Regions from separate parts of the Mus musculus genome. Here region 1 is linked to region 2. A link is a contact called in public ChIA-PET data. All regions are on one chromosome and are shown on one strand. The core of a region is the stretch at or near the end of the contact, and the rest is flanking DNA. Distances in the headings are between cores, read along the strand shown.

Evidence for each region. ChIA-PET counts read pairs in DNA pulled down with a chosen protein or histone mark.
Region 1: an RNA polymerase II ChIA-PET map of memory CD8 T cells shows a contact between it and region 2, with 121 read pairs. The contact joins the enhancer-like site here to the promoter of Trmt1l in region 2. A contact is called at or near these places in 14 of 39 promoter capture datasets (the 3T3-L1 cell line, 3T3-L1-derived adipocytes, the HPC-7 cell line and 9 more), 1 of 15 datasets of contacts at CTCF or cohesin (embryonic stem cells), 4 of 484 Hi-C or Micro-C datasets (LSK cells, embryonic stem cells and muscle stem cells), 27 of 115 datasets of contacts at active chromatin or transcription factors (the 230-238 cell line, the HPC-7 cell line, the SCID.adh cell line and 17 more) and 2 of 9 other capture datasets (adipose tissue and liver).

The regions. Positions count from the first base shown.
Region 1 is chr1:151,686,064-151,691,371 of GRCm38.p6, reverse strand. Niban1 (niban apoptosis regulator 1) reads right to left here. Exons shown (of 14, transcript NM_022018.3): 6 at 1,738-1,853. Among named protein-coding and RNA genes, the nearest start is that of Gm41969, 48 kb to the left of the region's middle. Within about 2 kb of position 1,566, at least 118 of the 459 cell types and tissues checked have an H3K27ac peak or open chromatin away from gene starts, as enhancers often do. A contact at or near this core is called in the HPC-7 cell line, LSK cells, the SCID.adh cell line and 5 more, where this site is marked.
Region 2 is chr1:151,425,829-151,431,097 of GRCm38.p6, reverse strand. Trmt1l (tRNA methyltransferase 1 like) reads right to left here and starts at 2,556. Exons shown (of 15, transcript NM_026876.4): 1 at 1,996-2,556. The coding sequence starts at 2,221. Swt1 (SWT1 RNA endoribonuclease homolog (S. cerevisiae)) reads left to right here and starts at 2,663. Exons shown (of 20, transcript NM_025819.4): 1 at 2,663-2,801.

The DNA.
Region 1 (5,308 bases), core at 317-2,816, 260 kb before region 2:
CAGCACTTGGGAGGCAGAGGCAGGTGGATTTCTGAGTTTGGGGCCAGCCTGGTCTACAGAGTGAGTTCCAGGACAGCCAGGGCTACACAGAGAAAACCTGTCTCAAAAAACCAAAAAAAAAAAAAAAAAAAAAAAGACTGAGGAAGGATGCCCCTCCCAAAGGCAGGCCCTGTGTCTGACTGGACCCTTGGCCCCGGGGCCCTGTGTTACTGAAACACTGTAGGTGAGTGTGTCTACCTAGGGCCCCATTCAAGATATCTTGAATAAAGACCAGTCTAGAAGGAATAGACAAGACCAAGGGAAGTTTTCTGGTCTTAGAACCAAGCAGCCTGGGAAGGACGAGATGTTCCCACCCGCCTGGTTAATTTAAAGGCAAATAAATACCTCATACCTGCAGCTACTTGACATTTTTGCAGATTTTTTTTTCTCATGAGTTCATCTGATAGTGCTCGTAGCTCATATTGACAAGTAGAAAATGCGTTGATGCTTTTACCAAGCATACAAACATTTTCACCTAAACAGCCTGCCAGGAAATTTATTCTGAGACACTGCTCTGCCTGGACCTCTGCCTAAAACAACCATCACCACGAAAGCTTGCCACACTCGTGTGAGTCATTACTACTAAGAGAGCAATATAAAAGGAGTCACTTAGCTCTTTTGCACTTTCTGTAGCACTTAGTGCATGTTAGCCCAAAGGATAAAGTAGACAGAAAGCATACACACACACACACACACACACACTGAAACACTCAACCCCACAAAAGTTCTACTAAATTCTTGTTTTCAGTGGAAAGAAATGTGAACTGACATACGATTAAGACTTTAAGTGAGGGACTGGAGAGATGGCTCAGTGGTTAGGAGCACTGGCTGATCCTCAAGGGGACCAGAGTTCAATTCACAATTCAAATACACAATTGTCAGTAACTCCCGCTCCAGGGAATCCAACGCTCTCACACAGACACACATGCAGGCAAAATACTAATACATTTAAAATAAAAATAAATTAAAGATTTTAAGTGGAGGAAAATACGAAGCAAGTGGCCTAGGCAGGAGATGAAATAACGTTGCTGACTGCATAAGTCACTTAGCTGTTCTGTGCCTCCCAGTTCCCTCGTGCACACTGTCCTTTCCACTCTGCAAGACTGCCAAGACACGCTTAGGGTTTGAACATTACACAATACCACACAGGAACATTTTAATACAGGTCTCTGTATTAAATATCTGTTAAATATTAAGTATGTTGTCTACTTGCTAGGCCAGGCAGTTTATTTCTGTTTCTTATGCTTTGGGTTTTCTTTGGTGCATTAAAGTATTGTAAATATTTCAACTTCTCAAAGTCTTAAATGGATCCACTTCCGCAAACTATCGGACACTAAGAATTGTTTGAAATTCTAAAGTGTTCTCGGGTTGGAAATATACAAGTACATGTGTGGACGTGTAAGAACACACTCGACACAGAGCCCTTTGGCTCATAACCAAAACAACAAAAGACACTCCTAGCATTGTAAACAAACTGCTCTCACAGACTTTGCGACCTAACTAAGCACTGTGGGCTGTCCTCCTGAAGGCCAGGGCTGGTAGTCTTCATGTGAACTATAGCTCATTGACTCAACGCTTTTAGACAGCTCAGGGAAATGCCTTGGAAACCACATCCTCTATTTGTGCAACTTTCATTATATGGCCTTGACCCCTGTCACACAGATGAGAGAGGATCCACAGCTCCGAGGCCCATAGTACCTGGACTTCATCCCCGGTGGTCATTTCCCATGAGCCGTAGTGACCCTTCTCCTGCCGGAAGAACTGCACAGCTTCTAAAAAGGCTTGGGCTTCAAATGTTGTCTGCTTCATGTAATCTAAAAGAAAGAAAAGGGGCACTTCATAAAGACATGTTATTTTGCATTCTTCTGTGGTTCTTCAAGTATGACGGGCCAATTCTCTATCATAAGGCACGAGAACACAGGACAGTAAGCAGGCAGTCTGGTAGGAGCTCATTTGTAAGTGTCTACCACAATGCTTACTCTCCCTCCAAGAATCCCATCACTTACTGAAGGAAGTGGTGGGGACCGTCATTACTTCCCCCTCTCTCCCCCTACACCTCCCTGTTTCTCCCTCCCTGCCTCGCCTCAAACTCTGTCCCTGGGCATCCAAGGACTGCATGCCACCAATAAGAAACCTCTCCTATGAGTCATCTGTTGTGATGCAGCTGAGCCCAAACTAAAGTCCAGTTTCTTTGTGAGCTGATGTCAGCCCTCTCTGTCAAAAGTAGCTAGTGTCTACATAGTCTGCTAATTCATGCGTATGAAAATGGCAATAGCTGGCACATAGCAAGATGCCGTTTATTTAAGGACATCACCCATTTCATTGAGAACTGACAGAAATTCCAGAGGGAAGTATCGTTATCACCTCATCTGACAGATGAGTCTGACAAGGTAGAGAAAGCAGAATTAACTGCCTATGGTCACACAGCTAGTGAGTGGAGGGTCCCGCTGAGAACTGGGTAGGTGTCTGACTCTGCATCCCACCTTGATGAGTTTGTTCCTGCATCTGAGAAATAACACATCACCAGAAAGGAGTGACTGTCTGTATAGTGGTGGGATTTAAGGTTTGGAGACGGCAGCTGGGGCTGAGGAACCTGCCTGGAATTCTGAAAGCCACATTGTGCGTCTTCCTGCCAGGTGGTAGTGGCACACACCTTTAATCCCAGCACTAAGGAGGTAGAGGCAGGCAGATCTCTGTGAGTTCCAGGCCAGCCTGACCTACAAAGCAAGTTCTAGGACAGCCAGGGCTGTTACACAGAGAGATCCTGTCTCGAACCCCTCCTACCCCGCAAAACCAAAACCAAAACCAAAACAAAACAAAACACAAAACCCCCAGAACATTATGTGTCTTCCTTCGTAAAACTAGCTTGTGGCCTTCTTTCTTTAGCTTCAGGTTTGCCGAGGGACTCCTCCTGTAGCCCAGCATCCTGACTACCTAGTGCAGGCTGGCCTAGAACTCACAATCCTGCCCCAGCCTCCTCAGTGGATGAGCCATCGCTCCAGCTAAAGCTAGCTCTCAGAGAAGGAAATGATAACAGAATGATAGAGGTTTCGATGTGGAAAATGAACTCAAAAATAATCTTGGACCCGCAAGATGGTTTAGAAAGCGGTGTTTCTCAACCTTCCTAATGCTGCGACCCTTTAATGCAGTCCCTCATGGTGTGCGACCCCCCCAACCTTAAATTTATTTTTGTTGCTACTTCATAACTGTGATTTTGCCACTGTTATGAACTGTAAGGTAGTTATTTTTGGAGACAGAGGTTTGCAGAGCGGGTCTCGAGCCGCAGTGGAGAACACTAATAAAGGTGTTCACTGGTAACCTTGACGGCCTGAGTTCAATTCCTGGGACTTGCACAGTTGAAAGAAAGAACCAACTCCTGCACGCTGTCCTCTGACCTATGCCATGGCACATACACATTCACACATATACATCCAATAAATCGGCAAATAAATGTAATTTAAAAAAAATCTAACCAGGCACTTTCGGGAGTAGAGCTCACTGTGGTAGAGTGTGCACTTAGCATGCATTGGTCTTAAGTTTGGTAAGTTTCATGCCCAGTAAACACACACACACACACACACACACACACACACACACCTAATCAAATTGTCAAGAAATCCATACCTAGAAAGGGAAAATGAAGGGGTAAACAGCAAGCCTCCACTGCAATAGGGCACACAGCTCTCTTGCTAGAAACTATAATCTACAGATAACTATAATCTACAGATAATTTATAATCTGTGTGTGGGGGCTCTATTAGAATGTAGGCAGCAGGGTCACTGCAGGGAGAGGCGGCATCATAGCTTTAGACCATCAGAATTACTCAGTCAACGTTAAATGGCTGACTGGGCGTAACTTAAGAGAATCAGTCGGCCTTGGCAGGTGACGATCAGCTAGCAGGTTATGGATTACCTCCTTTGAGGTTTTCTAGATTATAAAGCAGCAGGCGCTTAAAAGAGAAAACTCAGTTTCGGGCATAGCGTCTACAAGAGCTAAACACTCTCCATAGTGAGAGTACCAGGAAGCAATCCTAGGACACCTTCCACATTACAGAAGAACTGGCCTCTCATCAACATCGACACAGAGACTTGCTCAAAATGGAAAAAACTGGGAAAATGGCCCGTCCCACAAATCGAGTTTTCTAATTGAAGTATCTTCTTTCGTGTTATTTTTCTTGGCTTGGCAACCCACTCAGTGTTTAACCTCAGAGGATTAGAAAACGAAAATTAAGGTGGTCCTTAAAATTTTTGCTTTCCCCACAGTGTGTTCTCCCCACAGTGGGACTGTGATACGGGGCTCGGCACACTGGGAAGGACTGGACAGGGCGAGATGGAAACTGTAATTACCACGTGGAGATTCCAGATGACTCATGCACTCTTATTTTTAACAGCTGTTTTCATTTCCAATCTACGGAAACAGAGAGGGGAAAAAATGTGACTGTGGATGCGGATGGGGTGGGTATGGCCAGAGCTGCCAGCCAAGGAGCGAGGGTTTCAGTTCCTTGGTGCTTTATGAGCAGTTCAGCTGACCTCAGAAACTGGAGGAGAGAGTTTATATCCTGTCCACAGCCGGCTATGTCTATGTCCAAACAAGCTGGCCTGTGCATGGACAAGTGTAGCACTAAAGATATGGGGTGGGAGGGGGGAAGAAAATAGAATTTGGAGACAATGATATTAGCTTGACAAAAGTCAAAGAAGGGGTGTCAGGAAGTGAGCATGCGATGGTGCAGGAATGAAGAGCCTCGCCTCAGGCAGAGAAGAAAGGGATAAGGAACTAGGCGCCCACAGAAGAAGTCACAGTCAGTCAGCAATGGAATCCGGAGACAGAGAGCTCTCACCATTAGGACAAATGAAATCTTAAATTCCCCTCTTGGATAGTGGGAGACAGATCTAATTTGCCAATCTGTTATTAGATTTTTTTTCAGCTTATAAGCTAATTAAACAAATTGATTTATGGAGAAAAAAAAAAACAAACAAAGAAAAAACTTGGAGAAGAGATGTGCCACAGGGTAAGTTTCTCTGTGAGTGTCTGCTCTGGTGATGAGGAGCAAAACTCAGAAGACCATCGCCAGCTCAGTAAGCAAACAGAATGAAGTCTGCCAAAGACAGAGGAGTGCTGTGCTGAGGTAATCCGACCTCCATTGTTCCTCCTCGGTTGTTTGCAGAGGCAGAGCTGAACTCATTACAGGTGCTTGAGAGAAAGCAGATTACCCGTTACTTCATCAGCATCCTGTGAGGAGGTCTCAGGGGAACACACTGTACCTTCTTAA
Region 2 (5,269 bases), core at 1,307-3,806:
CACATTTGAAATCGAGAAAGGTTCTGTTTCATAGTTCAGGCATGTATGTGCAATAGGATATATAATGCTGCATAAAAGATATGCCTCCTGGATTATTCTGTTAGGCAGTACAATATAAGAGGATCCTAATAAAATTAATAAGTTAGAAAAAGAAAACTGAAAATTATCTAGTCCACTATTGAAGGAAAATTTCAAAACCTGTCTGAAAATTCTTTTTATATCTTTCTAATCTTTTCTGGTTCAACATGGTAATATCATTCTGTATTTAAACACTCTTTTTTTTTTTTTTTTTTTTTTGGTTTTTCAAGACAGGGTTTCTCTGTGTAGCCCTGGCTGTCCTGGAGCTCACTTTGTAGACCAGACTGGCCTTGAACTCAGAAATCCACCTGCCTCTGCCTCCCGAGTGCTGGGATTAAAGGCGTGCGCCACCACGCCCGGCACACTCCTTTTTTTTTTTTTTTAAATAGCATACTCATAATCAATAAAGTAAACCTGTTAAATCAGACAAACCCAATATACTAGAAGGTTCTTTCACAATTTCTTCTGTTACTTTTTCCTCAAATTTCAATTCTATTTCAGAATCACCATTTTCATCTTGCCTAGCTGCTACTGCCTTCAAAGGACTAACTAGATCTGAAAATACATTTTCAAAGGATTAGTGCGTGTTTAAAGGTTTCAACAGCACAAATTCTTCACAGTAGAAATTTGTAATTGTTGTAGCACATATAATCAAATGTTTGCAACCCTCTTCCCCTAAGACAGACTTTTGGGACAATGTCTCCCTAGGCAGCTCAGGTTGATCTCCAAGCTACCAGGCCTGCCTGAATCTCTGGAGTGTTAGGATTACAGGCATACATACCATGAGGAGTCACTATGCCCCATGAGGCATTTTAAGGCATTAAAATGGTGAAGAAGTAAAGAAGCATTCCCCAAACAGCTGAACTATGTCCGATTTAAACATGATCAGGTGGGTGGTAGCTATTCCCTTAACAGTGTAAAAGTCCCTATCCATCAGGTTGTATGTAGAGGGAGAAAAGGCCTTGTTTTGCACTAAAAGCTGTGATCCCAAATGATGAGTCTACTGGATGATTTTTGTCTTTCCTGGGATCAATTCTGCTGCTCTTGAATGTGGTTGTAGAACTGCAAAATAATTCTCTTAGATTATGACTGTTTTATGTACATTTAACCCCCAACTGGCCTAGAAATATGAATTAATTCCTCACGCGATAATTCAGAAGGAGTATAAAGATCCATTTATGGACCACAGATTTGTTGAAAAAAAAAACAAAACTCGTTGAATTTTTTTTTTTTAGGCCCGCTGTGCAAAATGTTAAGAAGATCCTTAAAATGCTAATAATTATCAGTCTTATGTTTCTTATATGAACCGAAAAACCACCACTCGGAACATGTATAAACACATTCAGAAAATAAAAATATGGGCTATACGTTTTCACGATCGTTGTCCTTTGGAATGAAGTACAAAGCTCAATTAGTATTTGGCAGATACAAGAGACGGAGTTTCTATTCTCGGGAGCAAAGTATACTCCAGCAATGAGACAAATCCATCAGTGTGTATAAGTCCTGACTGAAAAATGCTTTCAGTTTCTCAATCTTGATCTACTACTACCTTAGTACCTCCATTACTGTAACACAGTGGAAAGTTTTAAAACTATTGTAGACTGGGTTGAGATGGAAACTACTAAAGACACTAACGGACACAGCCACTAATTTCATTGTTTATTTTTCTCTGCCTCACGCCTGGCCTTCATATATCCTTCAGGATGATATCCTCGAGGTTTATGGAAGAAGTATCCCTTTCCATGCTGTATTCCTTTTACTCTTACCTGCCGCTCTGGTTCCTCCTCCTCCTCCCATTTTTCTAAATTTGCCTTTCCACATTAAAAAAAACACCCTGGAGAAGGGCCTCCCCTATTCCCCAGCGAGGCATGGTTTCTCGCTTCTCTGCGGCAGAGAGATCAGGCCGTCTGCACTTACTGCTTTCAGCCTCCTCGGGGACAGAGGCTAGGGACGGGGACAGGGCCGGAGCCGGGGCCGGGGCAAGGGCTGGGGCTGGATCCGAGTCCGGCGTCGGAGCCGAGTCCAGAGCCGTATCTGCGGCCGGAGCTGGGACCGGAGCCGAATCCGGGGCCCGGGTCGGGACCCTGACCTGGGCCTCCTCCTTCTCCTGGGGTAGCAGCTCCTCCTCCGCCATATTCTCCATAGTTACGGCCTCCGAGCCAGGGGACGCGGAGGGGACTCGCGGCGGAGTGGGTTAATAGACGTTAATGCACACAGGGCTGGATCCAAGGGCGGGGAAGCAATTGGGAAGGCTGTACGCGTGCCACAGACAAACGGCGGAGCTCCAGTGACCCAACCCTGTCAGCAGAAAAACTGAAAGCCAGAGGCAGCGGTTCGACCCTTCGCCGGCTTCCCCTTCCCCGAGGCGTTACGACGCCACCACAGACTGCGCAGAAGCGTGTGGCGGACAGTGTCCAATGAGGAAAAAGAGTTCCGTTTCCTCGGTACGTCCTCTGCATCACTGGCCGCCACCGAACCGAAATAAGACTACAACACCCAGGAGGCATCGCGCCTCATGGGCGGTGCTCAGTTCCGGTCCTTGGAGGAAACACACACAGAGCGCCGAGAACTCTAGAATTGCCTGGAGCGTTCGGCTCCTGGCGGGGGTCCGAGTACAGAACTACATTTCCCAGTGTGCAGCGGGCTCTGGGAAGGCGCTTTGGGTGTCCGACTGGTCCGGGGAATCGCCACTGTCGCTGTGGCTGCTGCTGCCGCGGACTCAGGTAAGTTAGGGTATTCCGGGCGCGTGGACATCTCTCTGGGCGACAGCTTTTCACTGCTGGCCTCCTGTACCCGGACGTCGGTCGGGCTCGGGACCCGCGAGCTGAGGTCTGGGCCGGGCGACTGCGGGGGCTGGTCGGAGGTCGGCCGGCTCGTGGAGTGTGTGGCCGGGTTGCTCCAGCTGGACCTGAGGCGGTGGGGGGACCGATGGCGGCTTGTGTGGGGGTGGGCCGAGGCAGTTTATGAATCCCAGAAGCACTTTTCTGTCAGCCCCCTGAGGTAGAGTCCTGACTCCGCTCTCCACAACTTTCCCCCCCACAACTTGCGACCCGGACGCTCTTCACTTTTTCAATTTTGCCTCTAGGTTAAGGATAGCAGAATAGGCGCGGTGTGGTTGTAGGAGATTGTTTTGCAGTTTTGACCTGTTTTGTTTTGTTTTTTTTTAGGCTTTTACTAACAAATGTATCACTTTGATGCATTTCAGATTCTCTAAGGAATATGGCCAGGGAATCCTCTGCGCCTCAAGTTTTATAAATATATATATCCTGGACTTGTTTATCACCGAAGTCTTATTTGTTCTCTTCACTTTATTTCTAATAAGCACACTGGAGCAGACTGGAAAAACAAAACAAAAACAACCCAAATTGATCTTTCTTTCAGGTTGCCTGCTTCGGACTGTCTTGAGCGTTTAAGGCAAGAGGGGAGGTTCTCAGGTTTTTTTCCTCTGTTGGGAAACCATAGGAGACGGTGTGTGATTGTTTGTTACTTTGAAATGCTGTCTGGAAGTTTTGCTCTCTCATTGTCCTTCCTAGTTGGAGTGTTTGAAGGTGTTTTTCCTTCCCCAGTTTAACGTAAACTTTGTCCCCACCAGTCTTTTGCAAGTTCTAAAGCCCTTAAGGGCTACGAATGTACTTATCTCAGTGGTAAAGTATTTGCTTAGCTCCTTAGCTTAAAGGTCAGAAGCCTGGCCCCACAAGACGACTGAAGGCCTTTTAACCGCTTTTGGACTAGGATTCCTATGTGGGGAGTTAACTATTTAACGATTAAAAGTGAGACAATAGCACCTATTACAACCTGTAGAAATGGTAACTAGGACCAGAGAGATTGTTCAGTGGTTTAGGTCACCTGCTTTTCTTGCGGAAGACTCTTATCAGTTCCCAGCCATCCACTTGACAGATGGAAACCATCTGTAACTCCAGGTCCCAGGGATTTGATGCCCTCACAGAGACTTGAATGCAGACAAAACACATAAAGCACATAAATACATAATATATTAAAAAAAAAGAAATGGTATTATTTTTAATTGACAGAACACCTCACCCCACCTCACCCCTCCCTCTGCCTTTGGTATTCATAACAGGCACTGTGTCTTAGCTCTAAATGACATCCTTAGTACTTGTAGTACTTGTTTTTTTTTTTTTCCCATTTATAAAAAGAGTAAATGATTAATTTGAGAGCTTGACTCAATATTTTAACCTTATTTAACACCAGCTAGAAAACAGATGACAACAATTTAATGTTAGCATGGGGATTCTGTGGCAGTTTAAATTCAGAATTTCTAAGCATGAGGGAATTTTCAGTTTAAAGGCTTAGGAGAGTATATTAAGCATCAGTTGCATTACTGCATAAGCTATCTTATATTTTTGTTTGTTTGTTTTTTCACATCAAGGTTTCTCTGTGTAGCCCTGGCTGTCTTGGAACTCACTCTGTAGACCAGGCTGGCCTTGAACTCAGAAAAACAGCCTGCCTCTGCCTCCCAAGTGCTGGGATTAAAGGCGTGCGCCACCACGCCCGGCCCTGTTAAGCAACAATAAAAATAATTTCAACAGTTTTTGTGGACCAGGAATTAAAAATGAACTTCCTGGCTGTATTAGGATTTGGGTCTTTAACGACGATATACTGAAGCTACCTGGTAGATCCACTGTTGTCAGGTAAAGACTTGACATGGGTCAGCTTCAAAGTTACTCACATGCCAGAAACTTGATTTTGGTTGCTGGACTATTTGAGTGACTGTGTTGTGGAAATGTCAGTGAAATAAACCCTCCTCAAGTTGCTTTTAATCATGGTTTTTATTATAGCAATAGAAATCCTAGCTAATATATACCATGCAGTGGCTTTGATTATACGGGTTAGTCCTGTTTATTATGGAAGATGCTATATAAGCATTATTGAACCAAAAGCTGCAATGTTTTAGGTGAACAATCTTATGGCAGGACATTTTAGAATTTTTCTACCTTTGATCCCTTTTTGCTTGAAATGATTTTATTGGACCCAGGGTTATAGAGATTTAAAATAAATACAAATCTAACATTTCTGAAAACCTTAAATTTATTTTAAAATAATTCTTTCTATTTATTTATTTATTTATTTAGAGACAGGGTTTCTCTGTGTAGCCCTGGCTGTTCTGGAACTCACTCTGTAGACCAGCTGGCCTGGAACTCAGAAATCTGCCTGCCTCTGCCTCCCAAGT